Linked DNA regions of Zea mays: region 1 is linked to region 2. A link is a contact called in public Hi-C data. All regions are on one chromosome and are shown on one strand. Each heading gives the region's core, a stretch centred on a gene start, on an enhancer-like site or on the middle of the called end of the contact. The rest is flanking DNA. Distances are from core to core; before and after follow the strand shown.

Region 1 (4,875 bases), core at 1,683-4,182, 150 kb after region 2:
AGCACCGGGAGGATAAGGAGGGGGAAAGTTTTGTCCGGTTTGGACATGGTGGTGGCCTGACTCCTTCCGGATAACCGTTAAGGTTAGGACGTGTGGGGAAAGAAAGAGAGTCGGATTCGGGTCTCATTGGCCATGGGATCGCAGAGCCGAACTGGTGGGTAAAGTGTACACCTCTGCGCAGAGTTTGAAAACCTATTCGAATAGTCTGTGTCCACAGGAATGGACGAGTCTGGTATGGTATGACAATTAATGTTTTGTTTTCCAAAAAAAGAGATGCTTTTGAAAAGTGGTTTTTAAAAAAAGGTTCGGCGGTTGAGCCGTGAGCTATGGTGGACGGGAAGTCCAGTAGCTATTTTTGAAAATGAAAACCAGTGGGAACTGCTGAGATACCTGGATGGTTTAGTCCAGGGGATTTTGTTATAATACTGAAAAACTTCCTGCTCCTTTTGGAGAGGATGCGCTTTGCAAAAATACAAAATGTTTTTCAAAACAACTATGCATAAAATATTGGTGTTTCTGCAAAATATCCTGAGCTCCACATATTCCATGCATTATATCTGATTTCCCCATTCCGCGGGTGAAGGTGGGCTGCTGAGTACGTTTGTACTCACCCTTGCTTATTTGTTGTTTTTCAGAAAAAAGAGATCGGGTAAGAGTTACGACTGTTCCCAACCTTGCCTGTGGCTGTTGGACCGCTGAATTGCTTCACTGCGTATATCGGGCTGCTTCAGCCCCACTCTGATGATATGTTCCGAGTTGTGGACCAACTCTTAAAGTTGTTCGCCACCTTTATAGGTTTGTCTCGTTTAAGCAGATCTGGAATCATCTGATGTATAAATGTGTTTACTAGCCTCCTGGGACTAGTAATTGTATCACATTTGAGTCCCAGAGGATTGGGACGCTTCACCATGGTGCCTCAAAACATGTTATCAACAACTTATAAAGCTTTGTTTTCGTAAGGAGTAAACTATTCGGATTTTCCCTATGCAGAATGATAGTAGTTCATTGCTCTCAACCACACGATCGTCTTATCATATCATCTCTTATAAAACGTCCCATCAAAATCACTTGATTTTAACGCAGCAGCAAAACCGCTGACAAAAATATATTTAATGAATGGTACAACAACTCTGAATACTCTAAATGATCCCCGAGGGTCTCGAACGCCCCCGAGGTCCCAAGAACCATGCCTCGAGACGTTCCCATAGTCACGGAGGGCCCTGACGTCCCAAGGGCTATAAGGTCTCGAACATTCGAAAGGTCTTAGAGGGCCTCGATGTGCTAACGAACATGAAAGATTTTATAAGTTTCAAGGGGTATAGAGCTCCAAATATATTTAATATGTATCTAATAATAATTAATATAATTAAATAAAATATAAGTCATTGCTATAATAGATAATGATGTGTGTATCGCTCAATTGAGCTTAGAGCAAGTATAATAAGGTGATATAGGGGGATTGTATGATATGTCAGATTTATAGTGACGTGGAAGAAAGAGATGTGGAGAGAAAGAAAAACAAGCTGCTCACTAGCAGGCACCTGAAAGTAGGCTGGTCACCAAGTCTAAGACAATTTCATTTTATAGAATGAAGAGATGAAACAAGTATTAAATGCATAGTTTATATAAAGGAGATATTTGATTTATATGGACTAAATTTTAGTTCCATCATTTTATTCTACTTTAGTCTTTAGATTATTAAACATAGAAACTAAAATAAATAGAGTTTTAGTTTCTATATTTGATAATTTAAATACTAAAATGAAATAAAATCGAACGACTAAAAATTAGTTATAGAAACGAAACACTCGTTGAGTAGACTTAACTAGCATAAAGCTTGCTGCGGCCTTTATTATTAAACTTGCTCTTAACTAGGTAGCGCCGGTCCCTTGGGGGAGATCTGAACACAAGCTGGACCGTCGGCTCACCGGCAGGCAGCCATGCGCATGTGTCCTGTTGTTTCGAGCATTAGCATTGATGGTGTATCTGTCCTGCCATCGCTGCGACGGCATCGGCAGTTCGGCACAGGTCAAGATTCCGGCGACCATTATTTGCGAAAAGCATGATCAAGATTTGGACAGATTTTCAGAAGAAGGGACGACGGGGGCATGCATGATTGCCCCCGCTGCTTGTGATTGGATCAACGCAAAGCGCACTCGCAGGCGACCCGCGCGATGCCTCGGTCATGGCCAACATGAGGACCTAAAAACACCTTGGAATTAGCACGAGGCGCCTTGCACTTGTTGAAAAGATACCCTCCGTCCGTCTCCGTCAGGGTGTTTTGGGCAGATCTGGAGTGGCAGTGGTAGTGGAGGACCGCTTCAATCCCGATGCGCCGTCAGTGCCCGTCGTGTACTGTACTCTCCGGTCTCGGCAGCATCGCATGCGAACCCTTTTTTTTTTCTTCTTTTTGGCAGGAGGTACCCTCGGCCAATGCGACGGATGCTGACGAATTGACGACGATGAATCTCTCTCTATCTATAAAATTCGATCGGTACATATCTACGCTCTCGATCATCGATGGGGCGCGATGGTTCATTACTGCGAAAGAAGAAGTACGGCCCAAACCACATAATTTGGGTAAAAGATTTATTAAGGCCCGCAGTGCGTTCCGGTTTTACAGCCACGGCCCACTGTTTCCCCCTCCTCCGGGCCCGCTATAGAAGTTCTTCCTTCTTCCAGTCACTCGGTCAGTCAGGATGCGGAATACTAAATGTCATTGGACCCCCCCTCTCTATTTCCTGGCTTCCGGGCCTAACCCAGGAAAGCCCAGCCCAACCCAATATTGATGCGTCTCGCTTTACCTCCCAGTTAAGCAACCGCCGTTGCCGAATGCCGCTGCACAGATTGCATCTCCGCTGGTCCACGCGTCCGCTCACGTGTCCCCGCAACCGCCCTTGATGGCTTAAAACGCTGACGGCCTGACCCCACCCGTTCCCCTCCCACGAAGCAAAGCAAAGCCAAAGCAATCTCAAGTGAATCAAACCGCCAGACTTCGCAGTCCTCCTCCCCACTACCAGAGCATGCGCGTTGCCGCGACCCGAGCCGCCGCCGCCGCTCACCCTCCGAGCGCCTTCCTGCTCCTCCTGTTACTCCTCGGTTGCGCGTCCCTCGCGATCGGAGGAGCAGCCATGGCCGGCCACGTCCTCGGCGGCGTGAAGGAGAACCCAGCCGCGGCCAACAGCGCCGAGTCCGACGGGCTCGGCCGCTTCGCCGTCGATGAGCACAACAGGCGCGAGGTCAGCGGCCTCTCCCTGGCCTTCCGTTGCTTCTCGATCGGTCTCCCTCCGGGTGCTCCGTGATTCGTTTGAATTCCTGTGCTGATCTGGGGGGGACGGTTCTGTCGATGCACATCTGTGCGCCTGGCTTCAGAACGCGCTGCTGGAGTTCGTGCGCGTGGTGGAGGCCAAGGAGCAGGTGGTGGCCGGCACGCTGCACCACCTCACGCTCGAGGCCGTCGAGGCCGGGAGGAAGAAGCTCTACGAGGCCAAGGTCTGGGTCAAGCCATGGCTCGACTTCAAGGAGCTCCAGGAATTCAGCCACAAGGGGGACGCCACCGCCTTCACCAACGCCGACCTCGGCGCCAAGCAAGGTTCGTGCTCCCGCTTATGAGATGGAGACATTGCTACCACTGTTGATGCGTCTGCATAGCGAGTACAAGGGCTGGAGCCTGGGTGGCCTGTGCAGTAGCGTGTTTGTAGAAATGCCTTAGTGCGGATTGTTTGACATGTGCAATTATTTCTTTTGGATGGAGGAAGCAAATCCTCAAGAGTAGTAAGAGGGTATGTGCTGATCTAGTTTGGAAAATGGTGAGTGTTCGTTTGAATTGTAGATCTCAATGGATTATAAGTAGACAACAGTAACCGGTGTGATCTTTATTACTTCATTATTTTGATTAATTGTGGAAAGTTGTGATGGGGGTAACCATTGCGAAACAAGAAGGGAAATGGCATTAGCATGATAGCATCCGATGTATCTTCTTAGGGTTTATTAGGTCATTAGTTGATTCGCTGAAAAATCTATTGGCACAAGTCATCCTTGCTAAATGCAGAAATGATGATAAGTTCCCTTCAAGCACATAGTGGGCCTGAAACTCTTGCTGGAGCGGGTTGAAATCATCTTTTGGAAGACCTAGTTTGCAAACATATGTGGACGCTCGTCTTAGCATTACTACTAGTTACAGCCTTACGTGATTCAGGCTGTGAGTTTTAACTGTCTGAAGCCTCAAGTGTAATAAGTTTAAGTCACATCGTTTACAAGAGTTATGGCTTGGAAGTCCTATATGTTACTTACACAAGTGCTTTGGATAACCAGGAATAATGATAGCTTAGAGGTCCAATTGATATGATCATACACAAAGTAACTTGATAGGCGACACAAGCCAGATTGGTATACTGATACACAAGGCAAGGTTCTTGGAAATGAAATGGACCCACCCACCAACGCACATACACACAAATCTATAGCATAACTGAGTCAAACCATTGCTAAATGGCGAGCATTGATCCATGTTTACTGCTTTGCTCAGTTGTATTTAGGGACCATGGATGCTGATATGTTTGATTACTTGGAGTTTGTTCTTGTTTTATTTGTTGTTTAATTTTGAAACTGGACATACATTCAGTTGATCACTTGTCAGGAAAGCTGAAAATTCACAAAAGTGCCCCACCTTAACTTCAGCCCTAGTCACGGTGCGCTGGCTTTTGTTTTCCATCTTTGTCTTGATGTCCTGATGTTGAGAGGATGCAAATTTTAATGATGCGTAACAATTAACCACACATTCAGTAAATTGTCACTAGAGAAGTGGTAACTGGCCTTTCGATCACTGGCACTCCTTTTGTCTCGGTATCTTGATTGTGGCGCGCATGTTAGAAC
Region 2 (4,921 bases), core at 1,789-4,288:
ACGATATTGGGTACCGCTCAACTCATGCATGGCTCATGCATGCTACATCATGAATCTCTGCATGGCCTCTGTTTGACAATTATTGAGGCATATTTTCTTCTCTATCAGATTATTGTGCAATAGCTAGAGGCATCTTTACGATCCATGAATTTTGTGTTTAATGCGTGTGTCTAAGAGAAAATAAAAGAACATAGGTTCAGTGGAAGATGTTGTGGGTCTTTAACCGGCAGTCATACCGTGCGTTTATATGGAATCAATGTCTTGAGTTATAAATCATCAAGGCCGTTACACCATATATAGATCGAAGATCGTAAGAAGCCACTAAGCCCAATACAACAGGAAGCTACACCCTGTTAGCTGAAAGAGGACGAGCTACAGAGAGCTCTATAAAAATAGGGATTGGGTTTATTTTTCAACTCATATCTTTCTCGGTCTTTTGGCTAAAATAAAATGTAATATTTATTCTTATCAATTTAACATCTGATCTATAGACAATATGCTCACTTTGATATTAAATTTATTTATAATTGGTATTTTTTTAGGGGAGGGTCCATATGACTGATTTACTTCGTTCAACCATTGATTGCATTGCAGGTACGGGCTCACCCTTCGCAACCAATATCATGAAAATATGATTGTGTACTGTCGCAACGCACAGATATTATTCTAGTTCTTGGTAATGTAGCACTGTTCAGTAATAGTGTCAAAACATATTTCGGACCATACCAGAAAGACACAGGTGAACATTAGTAGAGGTACCATTTCAATGGCCTCCCAACTATTACTCGAAAAAATTATGAATGCATAATTGGCCAGTTGTTTGACTATATTGCAAACAATACAAAACAGTTTGGTTTTGGTAAATGTTCGCAGAATAAAATATTCTTGATTTATCATATGCAGATATGCTAATAAGCTACAACCAGCAATCAAGTACAGCAAAGCAGTAAATTTGATATTCATCAAACTTAGATGTCCATTGGTGTACACAAAGCAATAAGGTTGTCCTCTCTGACCTGAACTTTTTGAAACACAAATCACTGTGGCAATTTTATAGACAGTACTCGAATTAGTATAAGTATATACTTGCTCTAAATCACAATTCTAGCCAGTATCCCCTGTTTGAAGTATTTGTCCAACAAGGAAAGCAAGGGCACAGTTATTGAAATATTTCCTTGTTTAATTGTTCTGCAATGATGTTGAAGACATCAAGGCATTGTTTGGATCTCTAGTTTTGTAAAAAAAAGGATCCCAATAAACCTGTTTGTCCATTTCTCTGATTTTTTGATGTAACTAACTTGAGGGTGAGCAACAGTAGTTTTCTCTAAACTCCAGTTTTTCCGTTTAGTGTGTTTCAGATGTCATCATTCTCAACAACCTGGCAACTTCACTGAACACTGACAGGTACAACAGCTTCAGCCAAAAAGTCACAGGGGCTAGAGCTTGTCACCAGCAAAGAAACAACCACGCTGGATGCTTTGCCAGAAGGTGATGATTAAGAGCACGATGATGACGACAACAGCCAGGACAGCAAACAGCTTGGTGCTATGGTACTCATACGCATTGATGAGAGGGAGATGATGCTGTGTGAGCGTGATGGGCGATGGCCAGGAAGGGGAGATACTCAGGATGTTGCCGTCCACTTGGATGCTCATCAAATATGCTGGAGAAACGGATGACTGAGACGGAGAGGAAGTTCAGCGGGCTTCATGTGCTCAGCAAGATGCCGGAGAAAGTTCAGCAAGATGACAATGGTTATTGCTTAGCCAGGGTGCTATGGTCATTTGTGCTCTGGCGGGTCATTGGTGCTGCTGCTGGATACCCTATCCATTTCCTGAGATTAGGAATGAAGAGGCATCCATGGATGTGAGCTACAGAAAGGAAGCAGTAAGATGATTGATTCAGGGGCTCCCGTGCTGTACAATGAAGAGTAGAAGGAACAACTATGCAAGGGTGAAGTAATGGGCAATGGAGAGATTACCAAACCTCAGTTTAGTTTCCTACATATTAATCCAAATAACATGTTATGTTATGTTATGTAAACCTAGATTAATGGTCTAGCAACTTAAAACTAGTTTTTCCTTAAATTTCTGATAAAAACATGTTCTTACCAAACTGATCTTTATTTTATAGATCTAAACAACCACTAGATGATTGTAGCATGCCATTTAACAGGGATTTTATAGCCATTACTCAGTAACATTCTTAAGAGTTAGTGACACATTGTCCTTTGTGGTGGTCATAAACATAAATGTGCCATAGAATTAAGGTGAAGGATTAACCCAACTCATGTCTACTTTTCATGGCAAGTTAGACCGAAATTTGAATAAACATGATCACGGATAATAAGATTCAGACCAAAGAAAACTACTTTTCATGACTAGACAGAAGGTAACTTTGAGATTTGATAAATAATCTTACTACGAATATCTTCAAGGAATTCCTGACGGGCCTTCTCGAGCTCATCCTGCTTCTCCACCCTGGAATCATCAAATTAGCCCAAAAAAGGGATATAATCAACTATATAGGCACCAATTCCACACCACCCCCCCCCCCCAAAAAAAACGAAACCCTAACCCACGGAGAAGCATAAGAATTCTCATCTTACAGCTTCTCGTTGAGTTCCGCATTGTCTTTCCTGAGTTCGCTGACCCAATCTTTCATGGCTGCGTCATCAAAATAAAAGGAAAAAATCAAAGCAGGGGAAAAGAACAAGCGCTTCGCCCAAAACCCTACTTCCCAATCCCATAGCCCAGCCCGGAGATAGGTTCGGCCGGTTATACCATCGTAAAGCTCATTGAGTTCCGCCTCCCGCTTCCGCTCCAGCCCCTCGTCCAGTAGCTTCCGCTTCTACGGCACGGCAATAGATTAAGCGGAAATCAATAATTGCAGTGTCAACCCACCGCGCGCGGCCATAGAAACGGGATGGGGAAGAAGCGGACGTGCCCGCAGTACCTTCAGAGCAGTGTACTTCTCGTGGAACTTGTAGTCGAGCTGCTCCATCGGCGTCAGGGACGGATCCAGAAGCTTCTAGACGCGTGTCCGAGCGGGAGCGGCGACTTTGGCTGGAGAGCGGGAAGGAACCAAGGGAGGACAGTTTTTGGGGGTAAGTTTTTTGAACTCACACGGTGCGGTCGTGCGGAAAGAGAGAACGAGACAACAGATGGAAGACCTTTTTTCGATTGTGATACTCTCGTCACGCGGGTTCGTTGGCTTCGTATCTAACATCTGTTTGGATGTAGATATTAGTGTATAGAATTATGAATTAAAATTAATTTTATTGAATTCTGTTATTTGGTTGTATATATAATTAAGATTTGGAATCAGAGAGCTAATTCCACAGTATTGGATTCTAACTAAAAACTCTTTCTCCAATTCAGAGTATCACCTCTCTGTATTATGTGAAATTAGACAACCCAATTCCAAACTCCAATAATGTCCAAACAATAGAATTATAATTACATCTTATTTTAATATCATGACTAATTTGATATTAAAACCAATTTAATTTCATGTCCTCCAATATTAACATCCAAATAGAGTATAATACCCAGCACACGTCGTCGATTTAGTATTGTCGTTTGAGCCACTCATCACTCTATCGTGGACGGTTAAGTCTAGTGGAGGCTTAGGATATGTATAGTGATGTTTAATGTGAGAGCTTTTGTGGTGTTTTAAGGGAGTATTTGTAAAAAAATTATAATCTGAAAGGAAAATAGGGTTAACCTTTTCTTATAAATAATTTTGGTGGTTGATTGTCTAACACAAATAATTGGACTAACTAGTTTGCTCTAGATTATATGTTCTACAGGTGCATAAAGGTTCAACATAAACCAATAGAAGATAAAAGATAGGGTTCAAATTCAAAAGAGCAAGAAACTTGAGAGTGCCCTGGTCTGGCGCACCGGACAGTGTCTGGTGCACCAGGGCCATACAAACTCCAACTCGCTACTCTCGGATTTCTCCAGCGCCACTCCGCTATAATTCACCGGACTGTCCGGTGTGCCACCGGACTATCCGGTGCACCAGCGGAGCAACGACTCTTCGGCGCAACGGTCGACTGCATAGTACCCCTGACAGCGCTACAGTTCGCGGCAGAAGTCAGAGCAGAGGTCAGAGGCGCATCTGGGCAGTGAACAGTGCCTGTCTGGTGCCACCAGAAGTCAGCGCTCCAACGGTCGACTGTATCAGAACCCTAACGGTTGGGTGACGTGGCTGGCACACCGGACAGTGTCCGGCGGCGCACCGGACAGGTGCGCCCATCGACAGTAGCCTGCCCCAACGGTTGTTTTGGTGAATGAGGGCTATAAATACCCCTCAACCACCACCACTCCAACCATCCAAGCATTCAACGCTCTTCATTCAATACAAGAGCAAAGTGTAACACTCCAAAACACAAAATCAAAGCCACTGATCCAATCAAAGTCCTCAATTCAACTCTAGTGTTTTAGGACTTGTGAGAGGATCGTTCTTGTGTTTCTTTGTTGCTCTTGTTGCTTGGTTGGCTTTCTTCTTTCTCTCATTCATATTCTCAAAGCCTTGTAAGCGAAGCAAGAGACACCAATTATGTGGTGGTCCTTGCAGGGTCTAAGTGACCCGAGAAAATCAAGGAAGAAAGCTCACTCGGTCTAAGTGACCGTTTGAGAGAGGGAAAGGGTTGAAAGAGACCCGGTCTTTGTGACCACCTCAACGGGGACTAGGTTCTTTAGAACCGAATCTCGATAAAACAAATCACCGTGTCATTCGCTTGATTTGCTCTTGTTTTGTTTTCCCCTCTCTCCTGGACTCGGATTTAATTCTAACGCTAATTCCGGCTTGTAGTTTGTGTTTTAAATTGTAAATTTCAGAATACGCCTATTCACCCCCCCTCTAGGCGACTTTCATAACCGACTTTTGGTGAGCACCCATCTTTGTCTCGTGC

The links. A called contact is a pair of places that touch in the nucleus more often than the background predicts.
Region 1: a contact with region 2 is called in a Hi-C map of ear, with 1.6 times the contacts expected there. The contact joins the promoter of LOC732753 here to the promoter of LOC100192752 in region 2. A contact is called at or near these places in 2 of 25 Hi-C or Micro-C datasets (ear and tassel).

Annotation. Positions count from the first base shown.
Region 1 is chr8:3,656,622-3,661,496 of Zm-B73-REFERENCE-NAM-5.0, forward strand. LOC732753 (cystatin 4) reads left to right here and starts at 2,933. Exons shown (of 4, transcript NM_001308502.1): 1 at 2,933-3,239; 2 at 3,373-3,592. The coding sequence starts at 3,024.
Region 2 is chr8:3,508,515-3,513,435 of Zm-B73-REFERENCE-NAM-5.0, forward strand. LOC100192752 (titan9) reads right to left here and starts at 3,039. Exons shown (of 8, transcript NM_001137950.1): 1 at 2,956-3,039; 2 at 2,784-2,850; 3 at 2,609-2,666; 4 at 2,422-2,480. The coding sequence starts at 3,003. It overlaps LOC111590076 (U2 spliceosomal RNA), which reads left to right and starts at 420; the gene lies at 420-610.